Linked DNA regions of Mus musculus: regions 2, 3, 4, 5 and 6 are each linked to region 1. A link is a contact called in public HiChIP or PLAC-seq and promoter capture Hi-C data. All regions are on one chromosome and are shown on one strand. Each heading gives the region's core, a stretch centred on a gene start, on an enhancer-like site or on the middle of the called end of the contact. The rest is flanking DNA. Distances are from core to core; before and after follow the strand shown. Region 1 holds the start of Akap11 (A kinase (PRKA) anchor protein 11). Region 2 overlaps Vwa8 (von Willebrand factor A domain containing 8). Region 3 overlaps Vwa8 (von Willebrand factor A domain containing 8). Region 4 has its middle 24 kb from the start of Rgcc. Region 5 overlaps Vwa8 (von Willebrand factor A domain containing 8). Region 6 holds the start of Epsti1 (epithelial stromal interaction 1 (breast)).

Region 1 (2,700 bases), core at 134-2,633:
ATTTTAAATACAAGTCAGCAGCCAGCGCTTAGGGCTCTGACTTAACACATTTTGGAGACTGTCAAGGTCATTGGAAATTGGTTCTCACAGGATTGTCTTTTACCTGGACGAGTTCCTTGTTGTTTCAGCTTCCGTAAAATTCACTCTCTACAGGGAAGAGCTTACTAGTTTTTTGTTTTTTTTTTTAAACTAATTGTTATTGTTCCCCCCTTTAAGAGGTCAAAGCTTTTCATTGTAGACTAAACTCCCAGTTCTTTTCTTGGTTGATGAAGCAGTAAGGGATCTAGCCTCTATTATCATCCCAAGTTTATTTCTTGTTATTCAAATGTGCTAGATTAGATCCGGATTTGGGGCTTGTGAATTATTCTACTTTCTGCTAGCGATGTAGGGCTGCTATCCAAATCACTGCCTGAATCTTTCCTCCCACAAGGGCACCACCCCCAAGCAGTGGCCCAATTGTAACCACCACCATCAGATGATGATAATCTGCGAGTTAACACCTACAGATATCCACCCCCTCCCCCAACCCGGCCCCAGCTCTCAACAACCTAATCTATTTGTCTTCATAGTGTTCAATAGACAACCTGGAATTATGCCTAAAACGTGTAAGGAAAGCAGCCAAAAGCTGTTGAAGAGAACGAAGATATGACTGTACTCTTTCTTGTCTCTCTCCCCTAAAGAGGATAAAACAAATAAGGAGCATCTACTTCAAAATGTCCTTCTCATCTCTCGGCCAGTTTGAGGACCGTATGTCCTTGAGGAGACCATGCAACATGACTGCACCGATTCCTCTGATTTAAACAGGAATCACACAGCTTGTCACCCAAGGCTAGGCTTCTTGGTGGTCAAAGCCTTATTTTCCAATTTCAATGGCCCGTGGGGTTGGGAAGTGCACTGCCCTTTAGACTGACTCCAGAGGTTCCGATTGGGCCCAAGGCTTCCTCAGTGGTTTCCCCTGATGATGTTGGGAACCGGGCAGACCCATTCTGAAGGATGGGCTGTGTCTGGACCCCTGATGTCGTGGGCTGCCACTGGCTGTGGGAAACCAGCCCCAGGAAGGTCTAAGGGTGGCGGATGGGATGCCAGCATCCTGGGCTCGGGCGCTTGCCAGAGGAAAGGGTTAAGCCGTTCCCAAGGCAACGCACCAGGAAGCGCGCAAGACGTCAGCCGAGAGTTCGTAGGTCAGCTCGAGGTTTAAAGCTCCCACGGGCCGAGGGCCGCCTGGCCAATGGAGAGGGCGCCTCCGCGTCACGTGACGGGCGACCCGCAGCTTTGCCCTCCAGAGCACGTGGGAAGATATTTTCCCCCCACCCCTTGTTCCTTTTGCGCGGGCTCGGCCACGGGGTCGTTCTCGCGAGAGGTGCGACGGCTCTCGCGAGAGTGAGTGGGCGGCGTGGGGAGGCGGCGGCGGTGGCGTCGCGGGCTGGGGCGGGCGAGGGGGAGCGCCGCTGCGCTGCGGCTCGCGCCACCGGGCGTTGCGGGCCGTGACGGGAGGCTGACATGCCCGGGAGCTGAGAGGCTGTGCCGCCTGGTGAGCGGGGCAGGGAACCGGGAGCCAGAGGGCCGGGTCCAGACTGCGGCCGGGCGCCGTGGCCTCGCTGCGTGGGGCGCGGGCGGGAGGACGGTGCACTTTGTCCTCCGCAGCAGCATCCTTCCCTGTCAGCGTCCGAACCCAGGTCCCCGGCGCTGCCCTAACCCCAGATGCCGCTGTTTGCATCGCTGTCACGTCGCCTCCAGGCTGGCCAAGCATCCGAATTGCGCTATCAAATAGAAAATGGGCTGGCCAGACCACAGTGACAGTACAGTCTAAACCCCTGGTATAGCTTGGTGACAGTCCTTTAGCTCTGCCTACGGTCTTTAAAAAGAAAAGAAAAGAAAAAAAAACCCTATTAGTTGGAGGTGGCTTAGCTTTAGGCATTAAGGCATTTTGCGGTGAGCAATACTGCTGAGACACATCGCTAATGGCCTTGGCGCATACTGGAGTTAATATTCGCAGTTCTTTTATAGCCTTGTGATTATCCATTTGCTTCTAAATCGCTTGTTTTCCTTTGCATCTTTCTCACCTTGTTAGCAGTGTTATTTATATTGGTACTCAATTTTGTTATGTATGAAAATATATAAAATAAGGGCATCAGGAAAGATGGAGTATTTATTCATGCAAAGGTGATTTTGTTTTAATGTCTTTGTGTTTGCTTGGTGTGTGTGTGTGTATGTGTTGGTGTGTGTGCTGGTAAAAGGCAGCCTAGTATGATTGATGTCATTTTCAATAGTCCCACCTAATCTTTCAAACTATAGAAGCATTTTTTTCAAGGAATAACCTGGTTATTCATACTTGATTGTGTTTTCCAGGCAGGATTGTGAATCATAGGTTGGCAGTAAATTAAGCAATTAGTTGTGTAGTTAGTAACTGACTTATGAGGGATGAAGGGATATGAGGGAATTGGGGAAGACGTGGGTTTATAAGCTGAGCTGTGGCTAATGTAGATAGCTACAGAACTGCTCAACTGATCTGCCTGGAAAGGAATTGGCAGTATATACTCTGTGCCCAGTGATGTTTCTCAGTTGTTGAAGATTCTGAAGTTGGAGGCCCAGAACTGTAGTGAGAGATTTGCTAGCCTTCTCAAGCCTCTGAATTCCAGGGCTTCGTCAGGGAAACAGAAGAAAATCCTTTGGGAGAAAGGATGGTACATTTTATTTTAA
Region 2 (2,723 bases), core at 217-2,716, 570 kb before region 1:
CTGAAAACTCATAGCCTCCAAGGATCATCAGCTTCCCGATTCTTCTTAGGGCAGTGCTTGTTGGTTTCACTGTATGAGATGTGATTGTTCTGATGCTGTGATGGACTGGAATCCTTGGAGGGGTGGAAAACTTGACTAGTGACTGTTTCTGAACTGCAATGCATGTAAGACAGGCAGTCCCCATACAGGAGTGTCACTGGGAGGCAGTCTTCTTTCTAATTCTTTGCTCAACCGCAGATGTTGCTCCTGGGGTATGACTAGGCTGGGGATGGGCTTGAGAGCATCTGCCTGGGATGTGTGAGGCTCTGTTCAATCCAGCACTGGACAGGAAAAAAGGATTTTCTTTGTTTCTCTGTTTTGCTTTGCTTTATTTTTTGTTGTTGTTGTTTTTGTTTTTTGTTTCTAAAAGACACTGCTATCTGTAGTTGAGACAACCGTGGTTTCTATATTTCCCAGAGAGAGCAAGACACTTGTGTTGCAGTAAATCTCCAACCCAAATATGCCCTGGCAATGACAACACAACTCAGTTAATATGATTACATGCTGTGCGCCTAGATTGGGCAGATCTGCCACTACACTACCATCTTCCACATCTTATGAGATCCCTTAGAACTTGTGGTTTCTCCAGGCCATGAGCTTCTGCTCTGCTTTATTTTCTTCCTCCTCCTCTGCACTGCCTTTCTCTCAAACCTCCTTCTCTCTCCCCACCTTCTGCTCCACCTTCCCTTTTACCTGCCCAAGCATCAGCTCTCCTTTATTTCACAAATGAAGGTGGGAAGCAGGTTTACAGGAAATCACCTGAGTGCTGACTCATTCCTCGTTCACAAGCACTCACTAGAGAACGGAATTAACATCAAATATAATCAGCCCCAGGGCTATCCACAACACAGTGCAGTCTGCCTTCTTTTTAGAAACCATCAGTTTTCAAAGGATTGGGCATAAAGATAGTTCAGCTGATGGCACATAGGAACCAAACCCTACCTGCCTGTGAGAGATCACTGCATACACAATATCCCGGAATTTTGTAAATAGACCATTAACCTCTGGTAGCTGGAACAGTAGGGAGGAAAGGTTTACACCACAGAACTTGGCATACATCATTAGCACCCCCTGTCCGCAGTGGCCAGGACAGCCATCTTATCAGCAGATCCTAGGAACACCTGCCAGGAGAGCTTACATTCTCAGTAGGTACTCCTGAGAATCTTACAGAACCAAAAGTTACTCCTATGGATTTCTCTAGCAGGAATAAACAATAGAAAAGTGATTATAGGCATAGCCCAAGGGTCACCATGTAAGCAAACAGTAAAAGCCAGGTGTACTTATACATGAATAGAGATACAGCAGGAAATTGCAAAAGACTGTGAAAGGCATTGCTTTTCTGGGAAAAGGAGATTCCCACAGACAGCACGTGTGTAAGTGTTGGCTTGCAGACAATTCTGCTGGGCTCCTCCCAACAGTGATCTAGCAACAGCTTGTGTCACTGCCTGCCAGGTGTGAACCAGGTGCCCATAAACAGGACTGCCTGCTAGCCCAGCCCCTCTGCCTCTCTCTGCCTCTCTCTGCCTCTCTCTGCCTCTCTCTGCCTCTCTCTGCCTCTCTCTTTCTCTCTCTCTCTCTCTCTCTTTCTCTCTCTCTCTCTCTCTCTCTCTCTCCTCCCCTTGTTTCTCAATTTCTGTCCTTCTCTGTCCCTTCTCTGCCTCTACCCATTTCCAGGTCCCTGATCCCCACTCTTTCCCTGACAATAAACTTTCTTTTATACTAAGCCTTTTGAGTGGCAAGATTGTTCAGGGGATGCCTCAGCACTTCAGCACTGGCTGCCCAGAACTCCCAGCTCCTGCTATTGCCGATTTACATTTCACAACAACAATCACACAAGGCTTGAAGCATTCTGTAACAGTGACACACGGAAGCAGCCTGTCTCCAGAGTTATTGGCCAAAGCAAAGAACAAAGAATAAGTGGACCATGCTTTCTTTGAAAACTGAACAGAGCACTGTATATCACTAAAAGATCTTAAGATAGCTGCTTGGATATTGGGAAAAAGTTAAGTTTAAATAGAAGAGTAGCAATTATATCTGAAAATAGGCTTTCTTGTCCAACTGAACTCTTAAAACTGCAAAACTACTGAGCTAATGGCTAGAAATGGCCAACCATTGACAACAGAACTGTCACTTACACCTGCTGGCGGGAAAATCCGTTTTTTGTTTTTGTTTTTGGTTTTTTTTTTTTCTGAGACATTGGGTATATCATTCACTCCAGGTCCTCAGGCCTCATGATGAGGAGTAGTTGACCAACATATAATAGAATCCACTCTGTGTGTGTGTGTGTGTGTGTGTGTGTGTGTGTGTGTGTGTGTGTAGACATGTACTTTTTACTTGGTTTACAGTTTGGTGAGTCTTTTCTGTTTGGGTAGTGTTTTATTTTGTTTTCCTGGACTGGAGGATTTTGTTGCTGCACTGGCTTTTGTTTGTCTTGAGAAAAAACTCAAGGGGGGAAAAGATCTAGAAGGACTTGGGGAGGGGAAAACATGATCAAAATAAATTTAAATTGAAAAATTGTTTTAAGCAGTAAACATAAGATAAAAAAGAAGATAGACTTGCATTAGCTTTTCCTCACTAAAAACAAACAAACAAATCTGCCAACCATTAGGTAGCCATTGGCGTTTGGGTGAGAGTGTTCCACACAGGCACATGCACAAGTGGTGGAACTGTTTGGGAAGGATTGG
Region 3 (2,700 bases), core at 42-2,541, 600 kb before region 1:
TCGTGTGTGTGTGTGTGTGTGTGTGTGTGTGTGTGTGTGTGTGTGTGGTGGGGCTTTGGGTCTCAGAGACATGCAGACATTATAGAACTCCTCAGAGAGACTGGGCTTAAAAGACATTTTCAATCTCAAAAGAATTTCCGACAATCTCCGTATGTTCCTTTGACTGGAGGGTTTGTAGCCCATGGCTGTCTGTTTAGAGGTAAAGATAGCTTGCTGGCTGTGAGAGGGATCAGGTGAGGTCAGAGCAGCAAAGTCTGCATTCTGGATGAATTCCAAGTATGTGGATTGGAGAAGAGCCACCATGTGACTGGCCTTCCAAAAGTGAGCCTGGCTTCCATACAGCACCTGCTTTTGCTTCTCAGCAGTCTCCCAGCAGGCTGTCCCCACTGCCTGTGACAAGAGTCCCATCCATCCAGGGTGCTTTATCCATGGCAAACCTGTCCCTGCTGGTGTGTGTGTGCAGGGTTGAAACCATGCCCACGACCCACAGGTGAGGTATACATTGTTGTAACTTTCCACGGAACACAACCTTTGGGATGGTTGTTTAAAGGACGGAGGCTTTCCAGACCCTGAGGAAGGCTGGCCTATGGTGAGGTATCTCCTTGAGAACAAAGACTCTCAGATCCTGACCAATGGGTGGGTCATCTCTGGAGTGCTGTGCTCTTTGTGTGGACTGTGTGCACAGCCATTCTGTTTTAGGGAGCCCAGTGGGGAAAATTCAAGGAAAGGAAAGGACACCCCTCCCATGCGCCTATTCTTCTTAGACAACAAAAGACAGATAATTATCTAACGCGTTTCTCAACATGAACAAAACAGAGAAGTGACCTTTCTGTCTGTGCCTGTTGACGGCAGTGACCCCAGCCGCAGCAGCCAGGGGACAGTCACCGGAGCAGGAGCTCAGCTGTAGCTCCCCGCCCGGCCTGTCACAAACGCCGTAAATTTTAACAGGCAGCCAGACCTGCATGGTTCACAGTCACCCCTAGGGAGTGATAAATGCTCCTGCTGGTAGACTTATATAAACTGAGACGCAATGATCTTTTTAAAAGGATATTCCCTGTGCTCAATAAACCTGAGTGTTGTAAGGCTGAAGGGTGGCTAGCCTAAGGAGGAAAATAAACCAATCTGGCAAGAAAAAGCAATCATTTGGAGTGCTGGTAGAGTAACCTAAATGGACAGGTACTGAATTCAGCGATTTAAAACTCACATGCTTGCTAGCTGAAAACCCCCACTTCTGGCTTCATGCCGTTTATAAAATGCACTCTGTGGGTGAGAAAGGGCAGTGACGGCAGGAGTGTGACTCACGTATAGTATATGCATTCGTGAAAATTTCAGTAAAAAACGGCAGCAACCTTTACAGTGTTCAGTGACAGAGAGCTTTGTTCAGACACACCTGCTGTCACCTGATAACAGCAAAGAAATGCCACTCAGTGCAGAGGACATCCTGACGACAAGTGAAAACTTATAGGAGATTTTAGGAAGTAACATTTTGAGCTTGAATCAAAATACCAACAATACCTGATTGTTTTGTTACTTAATAAGTGGCAGATACAACCAAAGAGGACAATGAGGCTGGATCAGGGGAAGAGATTCCACCTGCTCTGTCTAGACCCCTGCCCACCGTTTGCTCACAGAGGCCTCCCTTCCCAGTGGCCTTGCTCTGCTCCTCCACCACCCACCACCCAGGAAGGTCTTGGCCTCTAAGCACTTGCCTGTATAGAGTGCTGGCAGGGAGCGATACTGCTGTTTATGGCAAAATACAGGTGGAAAACATGGCTAGGACATTTTATCAGGGGAAAGATGTATAATGAGTACCTGAAGTAAGAACAGGAGTTTTTATATGGTAAAGTTTAAAGAAAAAAGTTTATTTTTCACCTTCTGCCCCACCACATGTGTGCAGGTGCCTGTAGAGGCCAGAAGGGGGCGCTGGAGCTGGAATTACAAGTGGTTGTGAGTCACCTGACACAGGTGCTAGGAACTGAACTCAGGTCCTCTGGAAGAGTAAGTAGCAAGCATTGTTAACAATGAAGCATTTCTAGCCCCTGTGAATCTTAAAAACGAATGTTACTGTAATGTCTGCCCACTTGAGCGGGGCCAGCGCTGCTGTGTGGTAGACTACTGCTTGGAATCGCCATTCAATCCTATGTCCTGCTGCACCTGGGCCATCCCAGTTAGCACCAGTTGTCTGAGGATAATAATAAGAATGATTATTAGTTGTGATCAAACCATTTTGTTCAGAGGGCTTAGAGGTGAGGAAGAGCTGAAGAGGTTAGTGAGACCTGAGGTCCTTGGCAGGGCAGATCTCCCTGCTCCTATCACTAAAAGTCCAACTAAGTGATTAAAAACAGTGCCTTCAGTCTTAACTAATTATTGCATGCTAGTTATCATGGCTGGTTATTACACACAGCTTAGCCCTTTAGGGGAGGGAACTGTGCTATTTGGGTACTAAATTAAGCCTTGTTTCTTGGCACCAATCAACATGGGCAACACTCCTTCGGTAGAAGGGAGAGACTAGGAGTTAGACAGACTCCCCAGAAGGCAGACACACAGACAAGGGACCAGGCTAGGTAATAAAGACAGTAAACTTCCAAGATGACTGCTTCTTCCTCAGCCTCCTGACTTGAAAGAAAACCTGGTATCTTAAAACAAGAGCCTGGTGAGATTTGTCTCCCACCAGCAGGCTACCCGGTGATGGACTGGCAC
Region 4 (2,700 bases), core at 201-2,700, 740 kb before region 1:
GGTAGACTGGCAAAACATTAGCTGTTAGTGTCTGATTTTTGGTCCAGACTGGCTGGCTTTCTTTGAACTGATATAAACAAATAAACTGATATAAACAAAACAAGCCAGCAAACAAAAAGGAATTTAGCCCAATCTCCTCGTTTTAGAGACTAGAAGATGAAGGCTATTTCCTAAGAATTAGGTACCTATCAGATGTTGTATCTCTTAGACAAACAAAAAAACAAAACCAAACACAAGCAAAAACCAAGTAAACAAGCAGCCAGAGGTGGAGGCATAAGGCATAAGGCTTTAGTCTGAGCACTGGGGAGGCAGGGGCAGGCGCATACAGGACAGCCAAGGCAATACCTTATTTTGAAAAACAAACAAACAAACAAACAAACAAAAAGAAAGAAAGAAAGAAAGAAAGACAACAGATCCCATAAATTAAAAACCAGGCGGGTGAAATCAAGATCTTGGGGATTGATTTCAGAAGGAACCACCAAATCTTAGGGGATCCGTGCTGACCCAACTGTTAACTGTTCCCTGAAGGACATCCATTCACTAGGTGCTTGGGTGCAGATAAGAAAGGTTGCCTAGGGCCGAAGGCCAGGGAGCCTTAAGCTCAGAGAAGAAAAACATTTGGGAAGGGAGGTCACCTTGAGAGGAAGCCCTATTGTGCTAAGTATAGAGCCAGCGGAGAGGTTAGGAAACAGGTCGCGGCTGGCCCCTGGGGACCCAAGGTACAAGGGAAAATGAAATCTGGGTCCTTCCAGAAAGGTGAGGAAATAAAAGAAGCCTCGTCAGAGAAAGCAGAGAACAGCTCTTCACCCGGCAGGCAGGCAGCTAGCTGGACGGAGGTGGCCAGCAAAGCCAGGCTAAGACAACTGTCACTGTTTCTTTGTTTGCTTGTTTTGTTTAATGGACAGCTGTGAGCCAGTGCTTCTGTACTGGTGGCTCTCCACGCCTGTGAGATCTGCTGTTTTTGTCTTGTCTGTCCCCAGATCCAGAACCCATCCCCGAGTATCTACTAAGGCCCATTTTGAAAGACAGACTGTCCTCAGTGAGAATAAAGAGCTTGTCTAAAAGGTCAGATTAGCATTTCCTCCAGAGAATCAAGAGGGCCCCAACAGTCACTGCTTTCTTTCTTTTAAGATGTCAAATACCTGGCTTGCTTCTGTCCTTGGAGTCTGGGCTCCTACTTTCTGGTACTTTTGGTTGTGTAATTCAGGAGAGAGACAGACAGAAAACAGGAGGGTTGGGAGTAAAGCCTTCCTTCAAAAGAGCTGTCCTGCACAACTGGCCAGTGGCAATTTAAAACCTCTCTGCTTCAGCCACTTCCCTTATTGTCAAGGAGGGAGCAAGAGACCCAGAGTTAAGTGACAGAGTGGGCATGACATTGTAAACTGCCCTGGAGACCAGAGCATTACATAGGGTTGTCTCTGTCAAGGGTGAAACAAGCTGGGACTTTCAGTCATGTGTCTGGACAGCTCCGCAGGAAGGCTGATTTACCTGAATGAGCGGGTGGGGGAATAACTATCTCCTTAAAGAAACAATGTACTTTGTTACCTAGATGGTTCTGTTAGGTTTTTTTTTTTCCCCTGCCAGTTAATGAATTAAGAATCAGGAAAATAGACAGTAGGTAAATCTTAGATGTATCAGAGGGAAGCAGACAGAATCAGCTGGTAAAGACATTTATTAGGAATGAGGAAATGCACAGGTGGGTGCACTCATCATCAGGACACTCAGAGATAAAGACCCTGGGCAAAGCAAGAGGGTGGAGTCTGGAAGCTGAGGCCTGGTTTCTCCTCGAAGGTTGATGGTTTGCTTTTGTTTTGCTTTTTTGTTTGTTTGCTTGTTTTGTTTGTTTGTTTGTTTGTTTTGTTTTGAAACAGGGTTTCTCTTGTGTCCAGGAGTTTGCTTTGTAGACGAGGCTGGCCTCAAACTCTGAGATCTGCCTGGCAAGTACTGAGATTAAAGGTGTGAACCACCATTGCCCAGCAAGCTTGGTAGTTTCAAGGGTCCTTATGAGGGGATCTTCCTCCTTCAGTTTAGGGTTGGTCAGTTAGAACACAGACTTGGAGGCTAATATGCCCATAGGTTTGGGGTAAACACACCGTGTGGTCTGGCCTTGAACTTGTCAGGCAGTTCCACAGACCGGAGACCCCTATTGGTGGGAGGAAACGCCTCTCAGGCCTTTGTCTCAGGTCAGAAGGGTGATACTTTTGTGATTCGGTGACATGATGCAGTAGGAGGGGTGCCTTAGCGGGCCCATGCTGAGGCACCCCTGCCACCCTGGTATCATCCCGTCAGGGTCTAGTATGAAATGACGTTTATTTGGGAAGGGTTTGTGGGGAAGGGAATTGAGGCAGAGAAAGAAAGGGGACAGAGAAGGACAGGAGAGGAGAGGGAAACAGGGGAAGAAACCCCCCCCCCCCCACACACACACACATACACGCTGCTGCAAGGAACATGGAGGTGGGAGGATGGGGGTGGGGGAGGAGGAGGAGGGGAGAGAGATGATGGGAGTAGAGAGAAAAGACAGGGAGTGAGGGGGGAAGAGGAAGGAAGGGAGGAGAGGGAGAGGGAGGGGAGGGAGGGAGACAGAGAAACCAGAACAGTTTTTTATAGGTGAGCCAGGCTGTTGCTAGGCAACTGTAGGGCGGAGCCTAGAAGAAATGTTAACCCAGGGTAGGGAAGAAGCCCGCCATCTTGGAAGCCGAT
Region 5 (2,700 bases), core at 160-2,659, 550 kb before region 1:
AGGAGAACCCAGTCCTGGGACCCATCCTAATGGCCTCACAGTGCAGTAACAATCTCTCAGGAATTTTTTTTCAAGAAAGGAAATAAACCTAAGCATTGGACTTATGAACTGGAATATATGCAATAGGGATTTAAAATAGAGAAAGCTAGAAAAGATTAAATATCTTCAAAGATTTCAAAGAAGCTGGTTTTTAAACTTGATCTGATTCATGACTTTCTTTGCTCTGTAAAACTCTAAAAACTTCACGAACCCGCTTCCACGTTGGACATGGAATTTGGGGAAACCTAAACCCGTGTTCCCTGGGGCCATGATCACTTCTAATGGCTACAGAACAAACTCTGTTTTATTCTATTTAAGATGAGACCTTGACACACCTAAAGTTGCATCGTTTTCTGACTCTCTATTAAGAACCTACAGTAGACATACTCTTTAGAATAACATCTAGCCCAAGAAGTCTTGTTTACTGGTATTTGAATATTTCTAAAATGGTGGTGAGAGCAAGAAGCTTTTCCTTCTACAATTATAAAAACAAGGGCAGAGGAGACAAGTCTGTGGGAACAGTGTTTGATCAGCAAGTACAAGGAGCAGAGCTTGGGTCCCCAGAATCATAAAAGCCATAAAAGCCTAGCATGGTGGCTACCTGGACTTCCAGCATTTTTGAGGTAGAACTGGGATTTGCCAGGCAATCTAGTGAGCTAGACCAGATGAGCCTGTGTGCTCTGGGCACATGTGAGAGAGCCTGCTTCACTATATAAGGCAGAGTGAGGCCCATAGGGACAGTAGACATCATCCTGTGACCTTGACACATACATAAACATGAAAATAATTGAAAAAGAAAGCATAAAAGCAAGTTAAAAATTTACCAGGTCTTTGTTCTAGGTTAAATTCTTTTTGGGTAGCTTTTAATAGAGAAAATGTTTCTTGCATGATAAATACATACAACTCTGTCATAAATCCTTAGCTCTTAAGCCATCTGCTACTAAAGGAAGTCCTAAAGTAAAGTGTCCCCCCTTAAAAATAAAGAATGAGCAGATGATTACACAGAGAATTCACTGTAATTTCCATTTCCCTTCCTCTTCTAGGTTCAAAACCAAACCAAACCAAACCAAACCAAACAAACAAACAAAAAAAAAAAAACCTACATCTTCCTAACTGGGCATACATGACCTGAGCACTGTCCTGCTAAGTTACACACACACACACACACACACACACACACTCACACACTCACACACACACACACAACTTTTATTTCCTAGCACATGTGTCCACAGCCAAAGTGCACTGCCCCGTGGGCTGAGAATGGCTTCCACCAACACTTGGCAGCCTGAAGGAACTCTGTGGCTCCATCCTTTTAGATGTTAATGGGTTCCTTCTGTAAATGACTAATGATATATTCTGCCTGTGCTTAAAAATAGAAACTCACGTCACACATGAGTACAAGAAACTGTGGCTTTGGCACTGCTTGAGCTGGGGGCAGGGTAGAGGAGCAACTGAGCCATTTTCTTGTGTTTGTATCTGACTGGGAGAAGAGTGACCTTCAGATGGCCCCCATGCCCAAGTCTGAAACACTAAAGGCTAAGCAGATGGACTGAAGGAACCCTTGGGAACAGGGGCAGGGCAAGGCCGTTATTTTTAGTTTTCCTGTCCTCACTTAAGATTTTATTTTAGTAAGGAATTTTTGAACAACTTTCCAACTAACCAGGAGGATGCATCTACAGCAAAACTTTATTTTAAAATGATAAGGGACAGATTTATTTGTGGCTGCACTGTGTCCCTTTCAACTCTGTCTTCAGTTCTTCCAGAATCAGGAAGAAGGACTCGAGGGCAGCCCACATTTTTATACCACTAGTTAAACTGCTCCATTTGCCCCACCCCACCCCCACCCTGACCCCAGACTGAGTTTCTCTGTGTAGCCCTGGCTGTCTTGGAGCTTGCTCTGCAGACCAGGCTGGCCTCGAAATCAGAGATCCACCTGCCTCTACCTCTCGTGTGCTGGGATTAAAGGTGTGCATCACCACGGCTCAGCCTGGCTGCACCATTTTCTAAAACAGTCAACTGGAACAACCTGTGTGAAGAGGGAGAGGAGAGGCAGCGGAAAGATACCTCAGATGTCACTCAGGATGCAGAAGTCAGACAGGGTCTGAGAATGCCTCCGGGCCAGGCACAGGCTGTGCCAGTCAAGTACAGCTCTACAATGAAAACCTTATTTCCTTGATGAAAATCACTGAACAAAACAATTAGTCTACAAAAAAAATTAGTCTACAATGTTGCCAAACAATTGGGTCTTTTGTGAAATAAAACAGGAGCTGAGCATCTAAAAACTAATAGTTTTACAGAATTTGTATGTGTAAATTTCTGTTAATGTGACAAGCTGAAAATCTGGGGAACTGTTTGAATAAATACTTCCACTTCTGAGTCTCATCCAAATTTGGTTAGCTTATTAAATTTAAATTCCCCCTGACAGGTGCTGTCTCTGGTGGATTCTCCTGGTTGTAAAGCTCTTATGTGGGATAAGGATCTGAACTCAGGACTTCATGCTTTCCATCCGTTTGTTTGAGGTAGGGTCTCACTGAGATGCTCTGGGGGCTGTCCTGGAACTCCCTCCACATGCCTGTTCTGTTAGGAAGTCCTGCCAGCTATCCCGTCAAAATGCACCTAGGGTCAATCACTTATGACCTTCACCCTCCTCCAGGCTAT
Region 6 (2,850 bases), core at 166-2,665, 630 kb after region 1:
TTCAGAAACGACATGGGGATGAAAGAATCTCTAGTGCTAGTGTGTATTGGTCATAAGGTTAGGTAGCTGTTCCTTAGCAACCAGCATTTGTCTTTCTTGCAACAAAGAAGTCGCTGCAAAGCAGGGAAACTAAAAATAAAACCATTTGTACAGTTCTAATTCACAGAGGCGGCACTTCAAACCATGGTGCTGAGTGGGAAAAAAAAAAGCCCATTCCACCCCGTGCAAGGAGAGGGTCGCTGGTGTTCTACAAAGCTTGCTTTCAAACTTTATATGCCCCAATACAGGGGAACACCAGGGCCAAGAAGTGGGAGTGGGTGGGTAGGGAAGCGGGGGGGGGGGTATAGGGGACTTTCGGGATAGCATTTGAAATGTAAATGAAGAAAATATCTAATAAAAAATTGGGGGGGGGAGCTCGAGTTCAGGATGCCACCGTCAGTCCTTAAACAGCAGATCAAGAATAAACGCCTCCTATGAGTCCCTGCTTTGCTTAGCATGCAATCCAATCTTGAGCGTCTGGGGTCCTCACTCCCAGCTGTACTGATGGAAACTTTAAGTTAGACCATTAGAGAACTTCCAGATAGCTTTAAGGCTATCTGGACCCTCTGCATCACGCTCCTTCTTGCCTTTATTCTAGCATGGTAGTCCCATTTAGAGCCGCCACCCCTTTCTCTAGTAAAGAAAAACTTACTTTCATAAAGAATGAAAAGCCCAGGTTGCATGTATTCATCTTTTAATCCTTGAGCCAGTCTTAAGAATCAGTGGACTGGGGGTGAGAATCTGCTATAAAGGTCTGCAAACAGGCAGGTGCAAGGCATAATAAATCAATTCCTAGGTGATTTTAAAGAGGTAAATGATATATAACTCTTTCAAAATCCCTGTTATTAAGCCTCTGTGATTTCAAACTCCAAAGACCAGGAAGGTACCTGGGGCCTGATTATATTCGGGAACAGGACTTCCTGCTTCCAAGGCAGCTTGCAAATACTTACCTTCCCTGGTCAGCATGCCCCTGCCTCTCCATCTTGGGGCCCTCGGGAGCTGCCACCTCCAAACTCTGTCTCCGGTTTTGCTGCAAGCCCAGCTCCCTGCGCTGCCCAGCTCCAGCGTGGTCCCGAGAGATGGAGGAAGTGCCCAAGCCTGGGCCCACCACCTTACTGCGGGTGTACATGGTCCACAGCCCGTGGGGTCCTGGCCACAGCCTTTGAGGGACGGATGCTGGTAAGGGCTTCTAAGGAGGCTCGAGGAAGGGGTTCTGAAGAGCAAGGAGAGCGGTTTTAACAGCTGAGTTTCGATTTCTCTTTAACCACCCGCTGGGTTCAGAGAACTTCCTCATTCATTCTCTACCCGGACACCCTTGGACTTTCTCACAGGTTAGCTTCCTGGGCTGAGCCTGCCTCTAGCAAGGCTGAAGAACTGAGCTGGTTCACCCAGCTGCAGGTGATCGGGCTCAGGGATTCATAGCCACTGCAGAGAGCACCAGAGATCATTATGATGAGCCTTGGGAAGCTTCTAAGCTGGTGCAAAATAGCCAGAAACCTGGAGAAACTTGAGCTGTTTAAGGGGTGTCCCTGATTTGAGGTCACTGTCAGAAGCTGGACACCCGGGGACATATTACCTTGAGTCCCCATAGATTAGGACAATAACTAAAAGCAATGGAACAGAAAAAGAATAGTTCCGTTTGTTAGTTGTGGCTGCTGTTTGGCGGTCAGAGGAAGTGGAAAGTGAAATCAGAAGAAAGAAAAACAAACAAACAAACAAACAAACAAAACAGCAGAGCTGGAGAGGCGAGCTGAGGGATAGGCAGAGCCGAGGGCCTGTTAGCCTCTCTAAGTGATTGACTAAGCATTCAAAAACCGACGGATTGAATGCCGGTCCTAAGCACAGCTTCCAGTGATCCAGCTCTGTTGAAACGTTAAAAACAAAGACCAGGTTTACAAGACTATTTCCATAGGTCTTGGACTATGTTCTGGCATCCTTTGTTTGTTTAGTTTTGTTTTTAAGGTTCCAGAAAATCCTGATGTGACTGTGTGGCTGGGGTGGTGGTGGTAGGGCATTATGACAGGGCTTCTGCTATAAAATTATGTGGTGTGTACCCATCCAGGTGACGTCCTACGGCAGAGCCTTTCTGCTTGGCAACTGGCCGCCCAGAAGTTTCACTGTCTTGGTTTATTTATTATTGGTGCTTAGAGCAGAAAGACAAATGCATGTTGGATAGCTAATAAGAGAATAAAACTGAAAGGTCGTTAAGTGCAAGTGGTAAAATAGGAAGGGAGAAGGCAGTGGCCATTGGAGTGCATAGTCTGCTGCACACACCACAACGAGGAGGTGTTGGGGCTTGGTTAAGTGGGCCAGAGCGTCTCAAAGCTCAGAGAGGATTAGAACCACATGATGGGTGTGTTAGAACGGGTATGTAGGTGCTTACCCTAGAGTTCAGCTCTGGAGTGGGCCTAAGGAATTGCCCTTCCAACAGTTCTCAGTGAGGCTGATCCAAGACCATTCTATGAACCAGTGCTGAAGGCAATGTAGACGGCAATGGGGGTGGGCCAGCGGGGGAAGAACCGGCAACAGGGGGGTGGAGGCAGGGGCAGGGGGGCTCTCCATAGAGCTTGAGAAAGTCAAAGTGAAGGCGAGATGGAAAAATGAACAGGTTAATAACAGGAAGAAAAACTGAGGACCTGGTTAGTAAAGCTAGGCCAGAGATGTGTATTAGCAGTAAGGCCGCTGTGTGGGAAATACAAAGTAGACATTAAAACCCAAACCAAACTAGAGATAACATAGGTTAAAGAAAACAAACAAAACTAAACAAGCAAATGAACACCAGGGAGAACTGATCCATCCCCAGGGGCAGTG

The links. Promoter capture Hi-C pulls out the DNA fragments that hold promoters and counts their contacts. HiChIP or PLAC-seq counts read pairs in DNA pulled down with a chosen protein or histone mark.
Region 2: a contact with region 1 is called in a promoter capture Hi-C map of embryonic stem cells, with 4 times the contacts expected there. The contact joins the enhancer-like site here to the promoter of Akap11 in region 1. A contact is called at or near these places in 7 of 39 promoter capture datasets (the 3T3-L1 cell line, embryonic stem cells, hippocampal neurons and 1 more), 3 of 484 Hi-C or Micro-C datasets (CD4 T cells and embryonic stem cells), 7 of 115 datasets of contacts at active chromatin or transcription factors (embryonic stem cells, large pre-B cells and stem cell-derived neural progenitor cells) and 3 of 9 other capture datasets (adipose tissue, embryonic stem cells and liver).
Region 3: an H3K27ac HiChIP or PLAC-seq map of embryonic stem cells shows a contact between it and region 1, with 5 times the contacts expected there. The contact joins the enhancer-like site here to the promoter of Akap11 in region 1. A contact is called at or near these places in 6 of 39 promoter capture datasets (the C10 cell line, embryonic stem cells, neutrophils and 1 more), 2 of 484 Hi-C or Micro-C datasets (CD4 T cells and embryonic stem cells), 5 of 115 datasets of contacts at active chromatin or transcription factors (astrocytes, embryonic stem cells, large pre-B cells and 1 more) and 1 of 9 other capture datasets (embryonic stem cells).
Region 4: an H3K27ac HiChIP or PLAC-seq map of embryonic stem cells shows a contact between it and region 1, with 4 times the contacts expected there. The contact joins the enhancer-like site here to the promoter of Akap11 in region 1. A contact is called at or near these places in 4 of 39 promoter capture datasets (the C10 cell line, hippocampal neurons, liver and 1 more), 4 of 115 datasets of contacts at active chromatin or transcription factors (bone marrow-derived macrophages, embryonic stem cells and large pre-B cells) and 2 of 9 other capture datasets (adipose tissue and embryonic stem cells).
Region 5: an H3K27ac HiChIP or PLAC-seq map of cardiomyocytes shows a contact between it and region 1, with 5 times the contacts expected there. The contact joins the enhancer-like site here to the promoter of Akap11 in region 1. A contact is called at or near these places in 1 of 39 promoter capture datasets (hippocampal neurons) and 2 of 115 datasets of contacts at active chromatin or transcription factors (cardiomyocytes and embryonic stem cells).
Region 6: a contact with region 1 is called in a promoter capture Hi-C map of pre-B cells, with 2.7 times the contacts expected there. The contact joins the promoter of Epsti1 here to the promoter of Akap11 in region 1. A contact is called at or near these places in 3 of 39 promoter capture datasets (the C10 cell line, pre-B cells and stem cell-derived epiblast-like cells) and 2 of 115 datasets of contacts at active chromatin or transcription factors (large pre-B cells and microglia).

Annotation. Positions count from the first base shown.
Region 1 is chr14:78,535,543-78,538,242 of GRCm38.p6, reverse strand. It overlaps Akap11 (A kinase (PRKA) anchor protein 11), which reads left to right and starts at 1,383. Exons shown (of 12, transcript NM_001164503.1): 1 at 1,383-1,531.
Region 2 is chr14:79,108,309-79,111,031 of GRCm38.p6, reverse strand. The region is part of intron 37 of Vwa8 (von Willebrand factor A domain containing 8); the gene reads right to left. The region is part of intron 1 of Gm30970 (a long non-coding RNA gene); the gene reads left to right. Among named protein-coding and RNA genes, the nearest start is that of Gm30970, 26 kb to the left of the region's middle. Within about 2 kb of position 1,466, at least 21 of the 459 cell types and tissues checked have an H3K27ac peak or open chromatin away from gene starts, as enhancers often do. A contact at or near this core is called in embryonic stem cells, where this site is marked.
Region 3 is chr14:79,138,677-79,141,376 of GRCm38.p6, reverse strand. The region is part of intron 37 of Vwa8 (von Willebrand factor A domain containing 8); the gene reads right to left. Among named protein-coding and RNA genes, the nearest start is that of Gm30970, 4.8 kb to the right of the region's middle. Within about 2 kb of position 1,291, at least 71 of the 459 cell types and tissues checked have an H3K27ac peak or open chromatin away from gene starts, as enhancers often do. A contact at or near this core is called in embryonic stem cells, where this site is marked.
Region 4 is chr14:79,276,136-79,278,835 of GRCm38.p6, reverse strand. No RefSeq gene overlaps it. Among named protein-coding and RNA genes, the nearest start is that of Rgcc, 24 kb to the left of the region's middle. Within about 2 kb of position 1,450, at least 32 of the 459 cell types and tissues checked have an H3K27ac peak or open chromatin away from gene starts, as enhancers often do. A contact at or near this core is called in embryonic stem cells, where this site is marked.
Region 5 is chr14:79,088,375-79,091,074 of GRCm38.p6, reverse strand. The region is part of intron 29 of Vwa8 (von Willebrand factor A domain containing 8); the gene reads right to left. Among named protein-coding and RNA genes, the nearest start is that of Gm30970, 45 kb to the left of the region's middle. Within about 2 kb of position 1,409, at least 119 of the 459 cell types and tissues checked have an H3K27ac peak or open chromatin away from gene starts, as enhancers often do. A contact at or near this core is called in cardiomyocytes, where this site is marked.
Region 6 is chr14:77,902,804-77,905,653 of GRCm38.p6, reverse strand. Epsti1 (epithelial stromal interaction 1 (breast)) reads right to left here and starts at 1,415. Exons shown (of 12, transcript NM_029495.2): 1 at 990-1,415. The coding sequence starts at 1,168.